6 separate regions of the Mus musculus genome follow, and regions 2, 3, 4, 5 and 6 are each linked to region 1. A link is a contact called in public ChIA-PET, Micro-C and promoter capture Hi-C data. All regions are on one chromosome and are shown on one strand. Each heading gives the region's core, a stretch centred on a gene start, on an enhancer-like site or on the middle of the called end of the contact. The rest is flanking DNA. Distances are from core to core; before and after follow the strand shown. Region 1 holds the start of Dhdds (dehydrodolichyl diphosphate synthase). Region 2 holds the start of Paqr7 (progestin and adipoQ receptor family member VII). Region 3 holds the start of Extl1 (exostosin-like glycosyltransferase 1). Region 4 holds the start of Zdhhc18 (zinc finger, DHHC domain containing 18). Region 5 overlaps Pigv (phosphatidylinositol glycan anchor biosynthesis, class V). Region 6 holds the start of Trim63 (tripartite motif-containing 63).

The links. Promoter capture Hi-C pulls out the DNA fragments that hold promoters and counts their contacts. A called contact is a pair of places that touch in the nucleus more often than the background predicts. ChIA-PET counts read pairs in DNA pulled down with a chosen protein or histone mark. Capture Hi-C pulls out chosen DNA fragments and counts their contacts.
Region 2: a contact with region 1 is called in an RNA polymerase II ChIA-PET map of memory CD8 T cells, with 12 read pairs. The contact joins the promoter of Paqr7 here to the promoter of Dhdds in region 1. A contact is called at or near these places in 2 of 39 promoter capture datasets (the 3T3-L1 cell line and the SN4741 cell line), 2 of 115 datasets of contacts at active chromatin or transcription factors (extraembryonic endoderm stem cells and memory CD8 T cells) and 1 of 9 other capture datasets (liver).
Region 3: a promoter capture Hi-C map of neural stem cells shows a contact between it and region 1. The contact joins the promoter of Extl1 here to the promoter of Dhdds in region 1. A contact is called at or near these places in 9 of 39 promoter capture datasets (the 3T3-L1 cell line, the HPC-7 cell line, embryonic stem cells and 5 more), 1 of 484 Hi-C or Micro-C datasets (the N1E-115 cell line), 4 of 115 datasets of contacts at active chromatin or transcription factors (bone marrow-derived macrophages, embryonic midbrain and forebrain) and 3 of 9 other capture datasets (adipose tissue, liver and pancreatic islet).
Region 4: a contact with region 1 is called in a promoter capture Hi-C map of hippocampal neurons, with 2.9 times the contacts expected there. The contact joins the promoter of Zdhhc18 here to the promoter of Dhdds in region 1. A contact is called at or near these places in 4 of 39 promoter capture datasets (the 3T3-L1 cell line, cranial neural crest, hippocampal neurons and 1 more), 2 of 115 datasets of contacts at active chromatin or transcription factors (embryonic stem cells and microglia) and 2 of 9 other capture datasets (adipose tissue and liver).
Region 5: a contact with region 1 is called in a Micro-C map of embryonic stem cells, with 2.1 times the contacts expected there. The contact joins the enhancer-like site here to the promoter of Dhdds in region 1. A contact is called at or near these places in 1 of 39 promoter capture datasets (cranial neural crest), 2 of 484 Hi-C or Micro-C datasets (both in embryonic stem cells) and 4 of 115 datasets of contacts at active chromatin or transcription factors (embryonic stem cells, microglia and pancreatic cancer cells).
Region 6: a promoter capture Hi-C map of liver shows a contact between it and region 1. The contact joins the promoter of Trim63 here to the promoter of Dhdds in region 1. A contact is called at or near these places in 2 of 39 promoter capture datasets (the 3T3-L1 cell line and pre-B cells), 2 of 115 datasets of contacts at active chromatin or transcription factors (bone marrow-derived macrophages and microglia) and 3 of 9 other capture datasets (adipose tissue, liver and pancreatic islet).

Annotation. Positions count from the first base shown.
Region 1 is chr4:133,999,324-134,002,267 of GRCm38.p6, forward strand. Dhdds (dehydrodolichyl diphosphate synthase) reads right to left here and starts at 1,559. Exons shown (of 9, transcript NM_001362959.1): 1 at 1,402-1,559; 2 at 946-1,070. The coding sequence starts at 1,008.
Region 2 is chr4:134,495,274-134,498,217 of GRCm38.p6, forward strand. It overlaps Paqr7 (progestin and adipoQ receptor family member VII), which reads left to right and starts at 1,488. Exons shown (of 2, transcript NM_027995.3): 1 at 1,488-1,763.
Region 3 is chr4:134,371,125-134,374,068 of GRCm38.p6, forward strand. Extl1 (exostosin-like glycosyltransferase 1) reads right to left here and starts at 1,423. Exons shown (of 11, transcript NM_019578.2): 1 at 1-1,423. The coding sequence starts at 594.
Region 4 is chr4:133,632,024-133,634,967 of GRCm38.p6, forward strand. Zdhhc18 (zinc finger, DHHC domain containing 18) reads right to left here and starts at 1,406. Exons shown (of 8, transcript NM_001017968.2): 1 at 1,056-1,406. The coding sequence starts at 1,366.
Region 5 is chr4:133,659,263-133,662,206 of GRCm38.p6, forward strand. Pigv (phosphatidylinositol glycan anchor biosynthesis, class V) reads right to left here. Exons shown (of 4, transcript NM_178698.5): 4 at 2,163-2,944. Among named protein-coding and RNA genes, the nearest start is that of Pigv, 12 kb to the right of the region's middle. Within about 2 kb of position 1,394, at least 348 of the 459 cell types and tissues checked have an H3K27ac peak or open chromatin away from gene starts, as enhancers often do. A contact at or near this core is called in embryonic stem cells, microglia and pancreatic cancer cells, where this site is marked.
Region 6 is chr4:134,313,594-134,316,537 of GRCm38.p6, forward strand. Trim63 (tripartite motif-containing 63) reads left to right here and starts at 1,527. Exons shown (of 9, transcript NM_001039048.2): 1 at 1,527-1,789; 2 at 2,794-2,944. The coding sequence starts at 1,631.

The DNA.
Region 1 (2,944 bases), core at 309-2,808:
AAACCTCTCTCAGGCACAGAATATGACATGGCTGTGACTCCTGATGGGGGCCTTTGATGGTTGAGCTGGTAAAGGTACTTGTCCCAAAGCCCGATCCTGAAAGCTGTTCTCTGTACTCTAAATGTACACTATATATCACCATACTAAGATAAATAACGGACTGGCACTAGATATTGTGCCACGTTCTTTGTGTATTTCTTTTTTTTAATCCTCAAAAAAGACAAGTTTGTTAAGCCACATGGTTGGTAAATAACAGTTTTCCTCACGGATGTCTGTCTCTAGAGCAGATGGTTAAAGTTTTAACCATCAAAGAACCATTAACTCAGAAGACACTGCAAGGAGAAACCGATGGAAACGCTGGGGCAGTGGTTCTCAGCTGTCCTTATGCTGTGAGCCTGGGATATAGCGCCTCAGGTGCTGACTTCAACCATGAGAGTATTTGCACTGCTACTTTATAACTGCCATTCTGGTACTATCGGAAATCGTAATGTCAGATACCTGATATCCGACCCTGTGAAAGGGTTGTTCAACCTCTGAAGGGGTTGGGACCCACAGGTTGAGAACTACAACTCTAGTGAGACAAATTTCTGTTCCCTCCCATTCAGAGTCACAGTCTCTCTTCCTTTTTCAAACTCAGAGTCTTGTGAATACCAAGAAAGCACCTGACCAGTGAGCTCTTTTGACACTCTCAACGGCACAATTCAGTTTTCCAGAAGGAAAATCTAACAGTCTATGTGATCTAATGATATTAAGAGACCCTGATTGGCCTTAAAAAAAAAAAAAAGTCACACAGTACAATAAATACTAGAAATGCAGCCCTTCAAACTACATTATAATTTCAAGATTCTCTCTTTACTAAATTCTACTTCATTGGGATTGCTACAATTTAATAATGAACTACTCAACTATCCAAAAGGTCAACTTTTCCCCCGGGGTACTGCTCACCTTTATGATGTTAGCACAGAACCGTTCCCACAGTGACAGCTCTCCTTCTTTGATCCATGACATAGTTCTTGCTATGTCAGAAATCACACAAGAACAACAACAACAACAAAAAACAGCCAGATAACCTTGAATAAATGAAAAGAGAGAGAAGTCATCCTTGCTTGCAATAAAACTGACTAAAGAGACTCTGCTGGACTGTGGCAGGCAACACGCGTCTGAATCCAGAGACTGTTCTAATCCGCTCAGGCCTCTACAAGCCAACGGGAGACCTTTGGAGCAAGGTAGTTCCCACTTTCTTATCCTTACGTGCACTGATTTCTTCCAAATATCCTGCCACATCATGGTACCTACATCTTGCTTGGTCAATCCCCACAACTTCCTTCTCTATTGCCCCGCAAACCATTGCTCACTCTAAGCTAACCAATCACTACCCTCCTTGGATGCCGCATCTGTTACCTCAATGGTCACTCTCCCGGCTGGACTTTAGTGTTTCCCGCAGCTAACTCCACATCCAGCTTCCCCTCCTCTGGGTCTCTGTGTTTACTCCCCACCTAGGACGCAGGAGAAGGCGCTTTTCCACCACTCCCGGGCGACTTACGACTTGGCGCTGAAAGAACACGTCACCTCTACGTGATTGGCTCCGCCTCCTCCGTCCGTGGTGGGCGGGGCCGCCCCTGCGTACTCGGGGGCGGAGCGGTGCGAGTTCTTGCGAGTTGGCTATTGGTGGCCGCTCTCGCGGGGCGTGGAAACAGCGCCTGGGAGGCCGAGGTCACGTGAGCCGATACTCCTACCTCTTGGGTCTCCTATTGCAAGCCCTGCACGTTAGGCGAGTTGAGCCTGAGGGATCGAGATGTGTTCGGCCCACGCATTTGCGTGGTCTCAGGTGTTGTGGCAGTTTGTTAGGGAGAGAGGATGCGGTTGCTCCACCTCAAAATTGAGTTTCTCTATGGATGATCGCAGTGCTTATATTATGGGAGACACGGTAATGTCGTATTTTGACAGTCCTCCTACCTCAGTCTCCCCAACTGCTGGGGATATGGACGTAAACCATGGAAGTGAACTGCGTTTATTTAAAAATTTGTCTTGGGCTGGAGAGGTGGCTCAGAGTTTAAGAGTACCGACTGCTCTTCCAGAGGTCCTGAGTTCAATTCCCAGCAACTACATGGTGGCTCACAACCATCTGTAATGGGATCTGATGCCCTCTTCCGATGTGTCTTAAGACAGCGACAGTGTACTCACATACATAAAATTAATCTTTAAAAAAACAAAATTGTCTTAAAAGTGTTCTTTTAGCCGAAACTGATGGCACGTCGTCACTGAACTCAGCACTCAAGGCTGAGGCCATTTGAATTAGTTAATGTCTTTTCTGCTACGTAGTAAATTTAGTCACCCTGATCTAGGGGATACTGTCTCCTCAAAAAATTCTGACGTGTTTTTTTACTTGTCGCCTTTTAATGCTGCTAACGCATCAGAAGGGTTTCTTGCGCTGGTCACTTTTGGGGAGCGATGCAAAGCAACTTTATAATTTGCAGATTCCGAAGACCCACGTTAATGAACTTAGGAGGACAAGTCAGAAAGAGCTTTACTCTTAGGACTTCCAAAACCACAATCCGTAGCATTTGGGAATAGAGCCCTAGTGGTAGAGTTCTTGCCTAGCAGGCTAGAAGCCCTGGGTTCAGTTTCCAGCCCAGTATAAAAAAGCATGGTGGCAGCGAATGCAGGGCAATCAGCAGTTTAGGTCACCTAGGGCGTTTGAGGCTAGCGTGGCCTACACAGGAAAACTCAACCTCAAAACTAAACAAAAATAGAAACAATCTTAAACATACAACAAAACACCATAAGCCACTTGTGGAGAGCTTTGGGGGTCAAGCAAGAACTCAAAAGCATTAGCTGTATAGCTAGTCTGAAGGACTTTTAGATACCTAACAGAACAAACTTGGGCCTGGACTGGGCTTCGGGAAACTTGCCTCCTCAAAAGTATTATCATCATCATCCATTG
Region 2 (2,944 bases), core at 238-2,737, 500 kb after region 1:
CCCCATGGCTGCTCAGAGCTCGCTTCCCCACTGTGTAGAGTGGTAGACACAGAACCTGTTTCAGGGGATGGTTTAGATCAAGAGAGGTCGTCATGGCAACTGCTTGGCTCACCGCTTGCCACAGGCCAAGAACATTACATATAAACCGTGGATTTGAAAACAAACCAAGAGGGGACAGGATGTGGTGGTGTATGCCGGAGACCTCAGCCTCTGCTTCACTTGTGAGCTCCAAGCAGGAGCTGGGTGAGACTCTGCCTTTAAAAACATACAAATGAACAAAAAACATACCACCTCTGACAAAAGCCAAACCAACCGGAAACAAAGAATCAAAGCAGTGAGAGCTTGACCTTCCTGCCAAAAATAGAAGCTGAGTCCGAGGCTTCTTCTAAGTCCTTACTGTTTGTTTTGTTTTGTTTTGTTTTGTTTTGTTTAAGATGGGATGTCTTTGTTTAGCGCTGGCTTTCCTGGAACTAGCTCCATAGAGTAGGCTGGCCCAGAACCCAGAGATCCCTTGCCTCTGCCTCTGGCTCCTGAGTGCTGGGATCAAAGGCGTGTGCCACCGCTGCCACCACTGTCTGCAAAGTCTCTCATTTTTATTCATCCTATCAGGACACAGTCACCATATGTTGCCCAGGCTGCCCTTGAACTCCTGGCTTCAAATAATCCTCCTGCCTCAGTCTCCAGAGTAGTAGGCACGGGATGGCAGGCCTGTCGGCTTGCCCCATGGATTCAGGAAATGTGGGCGTTTGTCTGAATTTGTTGAATGAGAGGCCAGTCTCTCACATACAATTCTCTTAAGATAATATGCTCATCACAGTACAGAGGGAAATTTTGCAGTTTCCAAAGACCTTCATGTCCACCGTTTGACCTAAACACCTTGTCAAGTGGTACTGCCATCTCTATAACACTGAGGCCCAAAAGAGCAAGGTTTGTCCAAGGTCGCAGGGTGAGCTGGGGTAGCAACAGGCTTCAATCCTGTTAATGTGTCAGGGCTCTAGACTCAAAAGCTCAGTAAAGGACAGGGCCCTAGCCTCTACCAATCAGGCCTCTTTACTCAAGACCCGGTCTGGTACTCCATTTTTGTTAGGTATGAACACCACAGAAGGGGCAGGCACATGAGGCACTGTAAGAAAGTATTTATTGGAGGCATACCCTGCCTATAAAAACCCACTGGGCTGTTCACCTTCTCTGCTGGTCCCATACCTGGAAGATGTGACAACCAGGAGTGGTTGTTCTGACAGAGATCTAGACAAATCAGGACAGGGAAAATGTCAGAGATCACGGGATGAGACTTTGATAAGCCAGAGAGCCCAGTTTGGGACGCAGCTCCCCAGGGAGAGCGACATCTGGACTACAGTAGCCCTGTGAGGCATGAGCGGTATGTGCTGAGCTCAAGCTTGCCTCAGAGCTCTTGGGACACTCATCCGACTCTCTTGCAACTATCACAGAGCGAAGCTTGCGCTTTGGGGAAGTGGGTAAACTCTGCAGGAGTCTGCAGCCTCTTATCTGAGCCTAGGTTCTCTGGGCCTTCTATTTTCAGACTGTACTGTGGCCGCAGGAAGTCCCGGGATGCGTCGTGGAGTGACCCCTCCTGCAGTCTGAGCTTGCATAACGCCAGGCGAGAAGCTGCAGACTGGCGGAGGCGGCTGAGCTCCCGGTGCCCAGCGCCGCCCTCCGGGCTTGGGGCGTGGCCGCTACCCCTTTATCTGCGACTCCAGCGCGGGGGACGCAGCAGACAGCTCCTAGCTCTGCTCTGACCACAGGTGAGACTGCTCCTGGAGATCCCGGGGCCGGGCCGGGCTGGGCTGGGCTGGGAGTAGAGAAGTGCTCCCCCGGCACGCGGGTTGGGGGTGTGCTCCTAGCTGCATGCGTGCGGTGCCCAGTGGCGGAAGTGGGCAGGTGGCAGAAGATGGGGCGAGGCCGAAGACAGCAGGACCCTGACAGCCGGACAGTTATGTAGGGGAGCACCTCCCGGTAGGGGTGAGGAGAGGTCACCAAGGGAATTAGCCTCAAGGAGGGGACCGGAAGAAGAAACGTTTGAGGTCACCCCACCCCCGGAGGAGCAGTGGGGGGGTCACTGTAAGGGAGTGGGGAGAGCAGAAGGATTATGGGAGGACCAGAGGTAGCATGCCATGGAGAAGGAGGACCAGGGCTGGAGTAAAGCCTATGAGCTTGTGGCTTGTGGAATGGGGAGAATAATTCAGTGTCGTCTGCAGAAGTTAGGCATGGGAGACAGCCTGTGCAGCAGGATCACACCCTGGGCAGGAACAACCAACCTCACAGGCTATGTGCTGCATTCTAGGAGCGAGGTTATAATGGGACAAGAAGGAGCAGGGGTGGAAGTGTGTGTGTGTGTGTGTGTGTGTGTGTGTGTGTGTGTGTGTGTGTGTGTGTGTGTGGTATGTTTTGCAGATCCTTGTGGGGGAACCCCCAAGGAAAGCTTTAGAGAGGTGGGAGGGCTACCAGGCCAGAATATTGGATCCCTTCCCTAGCGTCAGGAAAGCCAGATTGCCCTAGATAGGAAAAGAGACAAGGCCCCACCACCACCCTCAGCCTTAACCTGGGGGATTTCCTCCTAGCAGCCCCTGAAGCCCCTTAGGCTGCCTCAGGCTATGCACTGAGAGGAGGCTTGGTGGATTCCCCAAGCTGACTGTTCTTGTTGGGTACCCGGGGACACCATGATGAAGATCTTCCCTTTCAGGGTACTCCTTGGAACCGTGGGAGTGTCTGAACTTTGGGGGAAAATGTCCTTAACATTTCCATTCTGATCACGTTACTGAGTACAAATGGAGACCCACAATGCAGTGTGAAACACCAATAGTTTCTTGTTCAGTCCTGGAAGACGCGGAGGTAGCCTTTTCTTTAAATTGGTTGAGCTGAATTGGAGAATTGGTTTGCAAAGGGGGAGGCGACCTGGTTGCTGAGAGACCCGAAAGCCTGCCAG
Region 3 (2,944 bases), core at 173-2,672, 370 kb after region 1:
AGCTTCGGGGAGATACGGGAGCGCTAAATCGAAGCCCGGTCGGAAGATGTCCGAGGAGGGGCTGGCCTCAGCTACCATCGCCTGTCCCAGCCTGGTGCAAGGGGCTGGGTAGAGACTCAACACCAGATGGTTCCGGCCTCCGTTCCAGTTCGGAGGCAGGGGCCCGCAGGCTCCTCTACGATCCTGGCTGGGGAGAAAAAGGAGAAGGCAAGCGTCTGCTGGGCTGAGTGCAGAGTAGCGGGAGCCTTCCAAGGAATCCAGGATCCTGCGCTGAGCCTCAGAGGTCGGACCAGCCGGGGAGTGCACAAAGATCTTGAGGACCTTTCCCCTACACTTGGAGGTGTCAAAGCAGGCTCCCCAGGTGCAGCTGCTTCCCCGAGAGACCCGAGGGAGCTGTGCGACATCTTCTGGGTTCGTCTCAGACTGGGAGAAACTCTGTAAGAAGGCAGCATCCAGCCAGCGGGGCCAGCCTTGGGAGCGCCCTGGAAGAGGACCGGGCAACACTGCCAGGCGAAGGGGGAAGACTCCTAGGAGGACGAGGAGGAGCCAGAAGGCTGACAACGCCAGCCAGAAGGACTTTCTTCTCCACAGCATGTGGCCACCAACAGCTAGGACTAGAAGGAAGTGAGGAATTTCTGTAGCAAGTGGAGGAGGCGACCCCAGGCAGGAGGGAGCTGGAAATCAGCCTTCTGGTCCAGCGCTCTCACCATTGAAGGCAGGTCCCCTAGCTAAGTTCGACTAACCATTGGCCACCTGTGGGATTGACCCCTCGTGGGAAGTCCAAGGAGGCTCTGGCTTTCTAAATTTGCATTCCCACTCTCCGACTGCTTTCTCTACCTTCACACAACCTTGCCACCCTTTGCCCTCTCATCGGGACCTCTGCCCTGGGCCACTGCTCGGGCTGATGCAACCCTTGTCCAGACCACAAGATCGTGTCCATTTGCGCTCAGGACTGCACCCCTGATCTTACCCTTGACCCAAGGGCAGGCTATCTATGGAGAACTGTCTGGGTTCATGGGGAGTGGGTATCGGGAGGGGGTGGCCAAGGATGATGTAGAAGGAGGCAGGACTGTCCTCTCCCACTCTTCCCTCTGCCCCAAAAGCTCTTGAAAAAAACCCTGGCTACCCCTGTGTTTGGTGGCTGGCCTTCTGTGGCAGAACTATAAATAGACCTTGTGTCCATGTGGGCCACCAGAGCCAGCTGAAGTTGGAGCCGGAGTGCATCCCATGCCCGCCGCCTGGGGAATGAGAAGGTTCGGAGTGTGGTCTTCTTCCCCTCGGCTATGGCCCCTAACCCAGGCAGCTGCTCTGCACCCTCCGGCTAGGAGCTGTCACAGGGCAGAGGGCAAGACCTACGCTCCAAATTCCTGTTCCTGCCCCACAGGTCCAGCCGGCAGCTCCAGGTCCCACTCCAGAAGGTATCAAGTCGGTCCAGCTCTCTTTCGCAGCAGCAGCAGCCTGGCCACACCCCCGCCAGCTCTGATTGGCTCCTGGCTAGGAGGCAGGGTTTCCACTTAACCCCTTGCAACCTCTTTCGCTGGGGTACCGTTTCGTTTCTTTTTCCTTTTTTTTTTTTTTTGAGACGAGGGGGGTGGGGATGTTCCTGTAGCCCCGGTTGGTTTCAAACCCACCTTGCAACCAAGGACTTTGAGTCCCTGATCAATCTGTCTTCACCTCGGAGTGCTCGAATGCCAGCTACCTGCCATCACGCCTGGCTCTGGAAGATTAATAATGGTCAGGAGGGCACCATACCTCACTGGTGGCTGTGGATTGACAGTTTGCTTCTCTCCAAGGTCTTTACCAGTGATCCAAAGTAGATGTTTATCTGCCTTTCCCCCCCCCTTTTATTACGATTATCATTGTCTATTTTTAGAATTGATGTTGTGGTACTGGGAGTAGAACCCAAGGCTTTGTGCACACTAGACAAGTATTCTATCACTGAATTACATCACCAGCTCTTTTGTCTTTTTTACTATTGAGAAAAATGAAGCGCAGAGCAGGGATTGCCTTTCTTAAGGTGACCCAGCTTTGATGTGTCCAGGTGAAGATTTGAACTCAGAGCCTGGCCTGATGGGGCCTCTTCTTGTCCCCTCGGCCACTGAATGGAGCTGGGCAGTGTCTACCTGCATCTTTAAAATGGATTAACATCATTCCCTTGGAGGGTTGCTATTGTAGGTCCTACAAGAGCACTTGGTGGGGTGTCCTTCAACAAGGAAGTATCCTTCCGCTGGCCTCTCCTCCTTGGTGAGCAGCCTGAGGGCAGGGCACAGTGAGGTGCCCAGGAACATCCTCAAAATGGGATCAAGAAGAATCTGGCCTCTTGCAGTAAGAGGTAGGTCGCTCCGTGATAGACAGCTGCTCAGGCAAACCGCAGGCTTTCTCACGCAGGAGACAGGTGTGGGCATGCGCTGTTGCCATCCCACCAGGCTTGGAATTGGCAGAAGGTTCCCTTCCTCTAGGAAGCGGCTGAGACTCCTGAGTCAGAGCCAGGACCCTCCTTCAGGGGCTCAAGCTTGCTCTGGCCACATCCATGTTCAATCATCTAAGAGATCCTTCGCATCCTAACTTGGACCAGGTTCCCAGGGAGGCACTGGAAGTGCCATGCTGAATAAGAGTAATAGTGTAGGTGACTATGTCCTGAGCACGCTGGAAATGACTATAAAGGAGATATTACTATCATTCCCATTTTACAGAAGAGAAAGTTGAGGCTCAGGGAACTTGAGTAACTTTGCCTGTATTCCCATGGCTTAGCCAGGTCCTAAGCCATCTATCTATACATCTTCTCTTTTATTCTGAGGCAGTGTTTCTCTATGTAGCCAAGAACACACTATATAAACCAGGCTAGCCTTGATCTTGCGTGTCTCTGTGTCCCCTGTGCTAGGATTAAAGGTATATGTTACCATACCTGGCCATTCATTTTAAAAACATATTTATTTTTATTTGG
Region 4 (2,944 bases), core at 156-2,655, 370 kb before region 1:
GGGTGGGTACTATTAAAGTCCCCATTCTACAGGTGAGGGCACTGAGGTTTGGAAACGTAAAATGACTGCCTGCAGGCCACACAATTAGTGGGAGGTGGAGCTGGGACTGGAGCCAGAGATGGAGTTCTTAACCATAATGAATAATAAAAGAAACCAATAGGAAGAAGTAGGAGGGAAAGGTGGGACTCACCCCGGGTGCGTTCAAGTGGGGGTGTATGTGCCCTCAAGGAGTCACAGGGCAAGTGACTCCAGCTAGAGGCTGAGGGTGGGTGGAAACTTTGGATGCATGAGTGGCCCGAGAAAACTATAAGCAGCCACTCCTCCATCCTTCAGTCCTAAAACGGAGCTACAGTGTAGGCCAACCCTAGGTCACTGGGAAAAGGTCAGAAGCCCATAGGGGCAAATAAGACAGGCCGTGTGAAAGCACTCAGGTCTCTTTCCTGAAAAGGATCTTGATGCCGCCCGCTGTCCCGGTGGTGGACCGCCACCGAGGGATGCAGAGTGTCCGGAGGGGAAAGAGACAGGGCAGGGTGGGAGACACCTAGAGGACTAGGGAGCTAAGAGAGCGTCGGGAAGAAGCTTTGGAGAAACTAAGGAAAGTGCTGGAGAGAGAAGGGCCTGTCTGAGAGGCCCAGAGATGCTTTAGGGAGGACTGCCTCCGGGCCTAGGGTGACCATGACTGAGGGAAAGCGGGTGTGGGAGCCAGGACCCTGTAGAACCTTGGAGGGACTTGAGAGGACGCCTAGAAAAATTCATGGTAGGGTGTCCACAGCCAAAGGACACAAAAACTTACTTGTCTGAGGACAGGAATGAAAGACGCCTAGAAGGGTCAGAAAGAGCCTGGGATAGGCAAGAACCAGCCAGTGAGTGACCGCAGGTGGACCTGAGGGACCCGGCAAAAGCTGGTGACCCGGGCGGGGCACCCAAGGTCCGGGTGGCGAGAAGGGGTTCCGGGGTTCCGGGGCGGCGGGCGGAGGCCCGAGGGCTCACGGATGCGGGCGGGGAAGGAGCGGCGGCCGGGGACGCAGTGCCGGGGTGGGGGTGGGCGAACTCACTCGAAGACGAAGAAGAGGATGGTGGTGCTGAGGATGAGCAGCAGCGTGAGCGCGAAGACGCCGCCGTGGCCGGCCAGCATGAGCCGGCCTCCGCAGTAGAAGCGGTTGCGGCCCGGGAACACCTCCCACTTACGCCGGGGCCGGCGGCCCAGGCTCCCGCTGCCGCTGCCGCTGCCGCTCCAGCGCGGCGCGCCAGGCGCGGGCCCGGGGCTTGGAGCAGGGGGCGCGGCGGGGCCGGGGCGACGCGCCCCGGGGGAGGCGGGCGGCGGGGCGGCCCCGGGGCTTATCTGCTGGTACTCGCAGTCCTTCATGCGGCCGGCCGCGGGCCTCGGCTCCGCGCCCGGCCGCTCCGGGACCGGGCCGAGCAGCGGAGGTGGCGGCGGCGCGCGCGGCGCTGGCGGGCGGGCAGGCAGGCTCGCTCGGGTTGGCCTCTCCGCTGCCGCCCCGCCCCCGGCTCGCTCCGCAGCGCCTCCTGCGCCCAGCCCGGGCTCTGCAGATGCGGCCTCCAGGGCTCCCTCAGCTGCCGGTGCTCTCAGACCCTGCCTTAGGAGTCAGAGATTCAGGGGACAGCTCAGGCACTCCAGGCTCGCCCACCTCTGAGGGCAAGCTGGTAAGGGTGCTTTGAAAGTTCCGAGTGTCTAAAGGGGTGTGAGTGAAATATCCTTTAGTCTTTCCCTCCCTGCTGTCCTAGGTTCAACCCTGGGTTCTAGATAATCCCCAAATGGAGATCATGCCTAAGGGCCCCAAACTTTTTTCAGGTGGGTGTTTTCACAACAGACCTAACCAACCAGGAACTGGGGTGGGCTAACTCCTGGTGACTGAGACAAGTAGGGTTCAAGGACCTTCAGGCCAAGGTCCAAGGTGAATTTGCAACGAGCTGGGCTACAAGTGAGTCCCTGTTTCAGCTGAAAACACACACACACACGCGCACACTATATTTTCTAGGACTCAGGTCGGAAGTCCAGAAATATTTTAGCAAATTCTTTTACATGCATCACCCCCAAAGCTCATAGGGCTAAATCAGGCAGTCTTATCTGGAGCAAATGGGGTCCAGCCTCCTTGCAAACCATTCAAGTTGATGGTGGAACTTATTTCTCGTGATGTGACTGGAGGCCTGGGAGTTTTGCTGAAACTCCACCCAAAGTTACTAGAGCTCATTGCAGTGGCTCACCAGCGAGGTTTCTCTGAAGGACTTGTGCACTTCCTGAACCTGACAAGGAGAGTTTAGCATCCATTTGTGAAAACAGGGATTGCTAGCTGGCTATGGTGGCCCACGCCTTTACTCCCAGCACTTGGGAGGCAGAGGCAGGCGAATTTCTAAGTTCGAGGCCAGCCAGGTCTACAGAGTGAGTTCCAGAACAGCCAGGGCTACACAGAGAAACCCTGTCTCGAAAAACAAAACAAAAGAACAGGGATTGTTTTGCTTTTGGGATACTTGAGTATCCCACCCAGGACCTCACCAGCTGGGCAACCCCTGTCTCTAGCACTGAGCTGCTCCACCTGCCCTAAGACAGATCATTTGTGTTTGTGTGACTGAACGTGCACGTGGGGAGACCGAGAGGGCAGGCCTACGTATGCATGGAGGCCTGAAGAAGGTCTCAGATCCTTCAGAGCCGAAGTTCACTGTAAGATACCTAAATGGTTAGGTAGATGCTGGGGTCTGAACTGGGGCACCCATGATTGTTCGGCAAGTACTCTTAACCACTGTGATGGTTTGAATATGCTTGGCCCAGGTAATGAGAGCACAATTAAATGTTTTCCTCTATAAGAATTACCTTGGTCATGGTGTTTCTTCACAGTAATGGAAACCCTAAGACAGAAGTTGGTACTAGAAGTGGGGTATTGCTGTGATAGGCCTGACCATGCTTTTGTTTGGAGACATGTGGATC
Region 5 (2,944 bases), core at 144-2,643, 340 kb before region 1:
CTAGGATTGAAGGTGTGCACCACAGTAGGCTTAGATTTCACAATCTTCCTGCTCCATCTCACAAGGGCAGGGACTGCACGTGTGCACCACACCATCTTCAAATTAAAACTTTAATTCATCCTCGTTATAAAAAAAATTTAAGTAGAAAGATAGCAAAACATGTCCTTTATGCCTCAGAATTTGCTACTTCTGGGCCAGCACTCAGAGGGCTCAGTGGGGGAAGGGACTTGTCCTCAGGCCTGACATGCCCAGTTTTAAGGACAGCATAATAAAGAACTAAGACTCAACAAGAGGGCAATGCTGACTTCCACGTGGGCTATAGGATGTTCATGTTCACACACACTCACACACACACACACACACACACTAAAATGTTGCTTTTTAAAGAATTTACCACTTCCCTAATGAATGCTCCGGTGCACTGGCCAGCAACACTTGAGGACAGGAGGCGTGGCTAGGCCTGCCTTAGTCCAAAACAGGCATTAATAAACAACTGGTGAAAAGAATCCTTTTAAAAACTTAAGCCTCCACACTTTACATTTTTAGACCCAGACTTCCGCTGCCCCACCCCAGTGGGACTACTAGAGACCCGCCAAAGCTTCCCCTTTTCCCACCTCCATTAAAGAACAAAAAGACATCCACTTCTGGGTCCTCAGAGTGTCTGGTTTGTATTTTAGCAGGGTCTTGGAAGGAAATGACTTTTCTCTGAAACCGTGGCCGCCCCACCCAGCTGTGGCATTCTTAGACCTCGGGGAAACAGGAAGCTCCGGCCTTGGGCCCTTCACGGTCCTCCTTCAGACTATTAAAGACTGTTAATAGGCCGGTAAAGGGACAGCTGCTGGTCATAAAGTCAGCCCGCTCCTTACAAGCTGAGCCGTGAGCCTCCCAGGCCAGAAGCCCGGCCTTCTCCAGGTGTGCTTACCTAGCCGGGGTGCCCAGGTGTAGGGTTTCTTCAGTGATGGCTCTAGGGACAAAACAGGGGAGACTGAAGCTGCTCTGTAGGGGGTGAGTCACCTCTCCCAGGAGAGGAACAATCACTTCTGGTTACCCTCCAAACGGAGGCAAAGTGGAGCAGAGAGGGAGACCAAAGGATCCCGGCTCCTCCCACGCACTTTTTTTTTTTTGGAGGGGGAGGGGGAGTCCTAGGATTTGCAGCTGCTGGGGAAGAGGCTGCAGTCTGCCAGCTGGAGGGACACACTAGGGGAGAGGTGTTGTCTTTTGCCAAGAAGGGCACTTGGTGTCTTGGCAGAAGGCAGAGGGCTGCCCCAATCTGTGTGTACATTTTCAGTAGCATTTGACTCTGGACCAAATGCTTGGCTGTGCTAGTGCTGTGGTGCTGGGTGGGAATGCTCGTTGGCCAGGCTGGCTGGAGGCTCCCACAGAGGGTGCTGGGCCTGGGCCAGGAGCTTCCCTTCAGCTGGCAAGTTGAGCTTTCTGTCACGGTCGGAGGGAGTGTGTCCAAATTCCAACTCCGAGCTTTCCAGAAGCCACTGCTGACTGCCATCTGTTTTGAAGAATGCTGCTTATTGGAATTTTTGGCCCAATGGGGAGTAAGGATGGTGACACCGAGCCAAAGTTACCTGGCTCAAGAATGCACAAACGCTGCGCAGCAGGGACACTGTCTTTCATTTATACAGGGTCTTATTCTGTAGCTGCCCTCAAGCTCACCTCAAGCCTCAGCATCCTGGAGTCATCCTTCCTCAGGGGCAGGGTTACTCTTAGTAACCACAGGGAGCCAGGAAGCAGGGCAGATGCTACAGTAGACAACCTTGGACTGACTTAGCTACAAGGTTCCCCCATCAAGGCTGTGGGGTAGGTGCCTCTGACTCATGCAAGTGTGATCTTTGAGAATGGAAAACCAGTCACCCTGGGTTACCCTTTTCCACCAGGTGTCATTACTCTCCACGACAGCTTCTATTCCGAGTTGTTCCCAGAGGTGGGGGGGAGGCTGTTTCCAATTGATCAAAGGAGGACTTTCCCATTAGACCACTTGTGAGCCTCCATTTATCTTTTGTTTAAGGTAGCCTCAAGATTTAAGGCCTAAATCACACCCCAGGGAAGAAGTCTCCTCCTTAATTTCAGAGAAGGCAAAAGCTCTGAAGGTGGCTTTAGATCATACAGCTGGAAAGTGAGGAATGGGAGCCAAGATTCAGACCCTGTGCTCTGATCCAAGTGGTGTTTATTACTGAAATTAGGGCCTCGTGTGCTTTACTACGGAGTTCTAGCCTCAACCCTCTATAATTTATAGAAACTAGTTCGGCAGAGGTAGGAGGATCTCTGAGTTCAAAACCAGCCAGATCTACATAGCAAGCAAGTTCTAGGACAGTCAGAGTTACACAGAGGGACCTTGTCTTAGCTCCCCTGACTACCCCTCCTCCAGAAAAAGGTAATTCATTGCAAAAGGAGTATTTAGATTTTCACAGTCTGTAGGATAGACACAGACACACACACACCAGTATCATAAAGAAAACTTCAGGGAGCTGGAGAGATGGCTCAGTGGTTAAGAGCACTGGCTGCTCTTCCAGAGGTCCTGAGTTCAATTCCCAGCAGCCACATGGTGGCTCACAACCATCTGCAATGGGATCTGATGCCCTCTTCTGGTGTGTCTGAAGACAGCTAGTGTACTCATATATAATATAATACATCTTTAAAAAAAAAAAAAAAGAAAACAACCACCTTCAGAAACCTCTCACTTAGAGCAGGCTGTCTGTCCCCTCTTCCTTCTGTCACTACACTGCACTGACTCCACCATCCTGAGTGGGGCAGGCTGTTGGCCTGTGCTTTGATCAAACATTTAAATTTATCCACCAGGCCAGGCAGGGGTGGCTCACACTCAGTGGTGGGCCTAGTACTCAAGAGGCAGAGGCAGATGAATCTCTGAGTTCAAGGCCAGCCTGGTCTACATAAACTTGGTCTACAGAGTGAGTTCCAGGACAACCAGGGC
Region 6 (2,944 bases), core at 277-2,776, 310 kb after region 1:
TCAGTGGGTAAGAGCACCCGACTGCTCTTCCAAAGGTCTGAAGTTCAAATCCCAGCAACCACATGGTGGCTTACAACCATCCGTAATGAGATCTGACTCCCTCTTCTGGAGTATCTGAGGATAGCTACAGTGTACTTACATGTAATAAATAAATCTTTAGGAAAAAAAAAATCTAAAAGACAAACAGAAAAAAACAAAACAAAACTTATTTTAATACCTGTTATTTTGGGGTGATGTGGTTTGTGGTGAGGGGTAATGTATAGTGTCAGTATTTTGTTATTTTGTGATAGGGTCTCATGTAGCCCAGGCCAGCTATGAACTCCTGCCTCTGCCTTCTAAATACTGGGGTTATTGGCATGTACCCAGCATGCCTTGCTTTACCTTTTATTCTGAGACTACATGATATCACTATGTAGCTCAGCATGGTCTTATTTTATCTGAGTACACTATTGCTCTCTGCAGACACACCAGAAGAGGGCATCAGATTCCATTACAGATGGTTGTGAGCCACCATGTGGTTGCTGGGAATTGAACTCAGGGCCTCTGGAATAGTCAGTGCTTTTAACCACTGAGCCATCTCTCCTTAGACTTTGTATCCTCTTGCCTCAGCCTCCCGAGGAGGAGCTGGGAATATAGACTTGCAGATCATTGGCTCTTAGAGCTCTGATCACTCCTGTGTCAAGAGAGCTGTATATTCCAGCACCTGGTAGGCTCTTCCTGGGGCCCAAGAATGAACGTGTATGCAGAGAGTCCAGTGGAGCCTCTGGCAGACTTCCGGTTGTCTGGGCAGGGTCTGAGGCAGCACAAGGGTGTTCATGTTTGTCTCCTTTCGGGGCTGTGAGCATGTCAGTGCAGGGAAGACAGATGAACTTGCCAAGACAAGTTGTCAGCCTTGGCAGCAAGCCCCTTTACCACTGAGCCATCCTGCTGGCCCTCAAGAAAGCCTTGCCAGCCTAAGTTCAATGACTGGCTGAGGGCTGTCAGGGTGGGCTGCCCAACATGGAGTCTCAAAAGACTCTACTGAAATGCTTGACTGGAGTCTGAGGCAGGAGAAAGGGCTCACAGAAAGGGCTATCCCAAGGCCTTAGAGCTGTTCAGAATCCAGGAGGGGAACAGATTTAGTTTGATACAGGAGTGCTGGTCTTAAATGCCAGCCCCAACCCCGCACCCCCACCCCCACCCCCAAACCCAGGTTCCATTCCCTTACTCCCAATTGACTGGAGGGGCGGGGATGGGGCAGGGGCGGGGAGTGGGGGTGGGGCGGAGACCAACTTCTGCAGGAAACTAGGGTATCTGGCTCTCCCCTGAACCTGGCTCTGAACAGTCTGTTCTTGTTTACGACCCCCACGGCAGGGCAACAGCGATTGCTCATCCCTGCATGTGATCTGAGAGGGCCAAATCTTTGAGGCCTGGAGGAAACTCAAGCCCTGCCAGCAGCCTGGCTGCGGAATGCTCAGCTGGTCCCCTCCTGGGGCTCATGTGACAGAGGTGCAGCTATAAATATCAGAGGGGCCTCAGACCAAGACAGAAGTCGGGGGTCAGGGGACGAAGACAAAGAGGATCCGAGTGGGTTTGGAGACAAAGACTTGGTGTGACGCAGGTGGGCGAGACAGTCGCATTTCAAAGCAATATGGATTATAAATCTAGCCTGATTCCTGATGGAAACGCTATGGAGAACCTGGAGAAGCAGCTGATCTGCCCCATCTGCCTGGAGATGTTTACCAAGCCTGTGGTCATCCTGCCCTGCCAACACAACCTCTGCCGGAAGTGTGCCAACGACATCTTCCAGGTCAGTGCTAGGCAGGGCCCCGGACCTGGAATCCCCACCCCCTACCCCTGCCCCCAGACCCCCGACAGCTTCTCAGACGCCCCTCCCTCTCAGCCTAGGACACTTCAACCACTTGCTCCATTGAGAAGCTACAGAGACCCCCGGGAAGGGCTAGGGCTGGGGGTAGGGCTGGGGCTAAGGGGTAAAGGAGCGGCTGGGTCCTTCTCTACCCATCTAGTCCCCACCCTGCCCACGGCTCCGCGCTCTGCCTGGACTGCTCGCTCTTGGTTCCCCAGTCAAGAGTCAAATACCTCAAGTGATAAGACGGGAGCTGAGTAGAGAGAAGAGAAAAACCAGGCCCTGCCTAGGGCAAGAGCCAGCTCCAGGGTGGCAGGGGGCCCAGACTTTGGGAGGAGGGTGGCGAGAAGAACATGGTCACAGCAGCATCTCAGAGGCTGCGTGCTCCAACATGGGGGCAGAAGGGACTCCATCTTCCTGAGAAGGGAAAGGGAAGAGTTGAGGCGTTGCACTGGGAAGAGGGTCCGGAGCCACGACAGGAAATGCGCTTCCAAACTCAGGACTAGTTGCATATGCCAATAATCCCAGCAAACCTGAAACCTGAGGCAGGAGGATTGCTAAGAGTGTAGTCTGTGCTACCTAATTAGCTTGAGATAGCAAGACCCTACCTCAAAAACAAAACAAAACAAAATTTAAAATAATATCCTAGGAGCTGGCTCTAATTCTAAGACCTGTGGTATCAGTGGTAAACTGAGGCATAGAAAGATTACAGTTGCTTGTCTTAAATCACATGACTTGAACTCATGTTAGCTGGTACTGATCCTCTTGCCTGTTTGAGTGCTTCAACCAAGATACTTCACCACATGGGTGGGCTAGTTCTAGGTCAAGGCCAGGAACCGGTGGGTGCCCTTTGGTTTGGCCAATGTATCTGGAGCAACTGGGACAAGGAGAACTGAGACTGGAGAGGGTAGGAATGCCGGCCTCATCTTTGCCTTGGCTGTCTGCAGGCTGCGAATCCCTACTGGACCAACCGCGGTGGCTCAGTGTCCATGTCTGGAGGTCGTTTCCGTTGCCCCTCGTGCCGCCATGAAGTGATCATGGACCGGCACGGGGTGTACGGCCTGCAGAGGAACCTGCTGGTGGAAAACATCATTGACA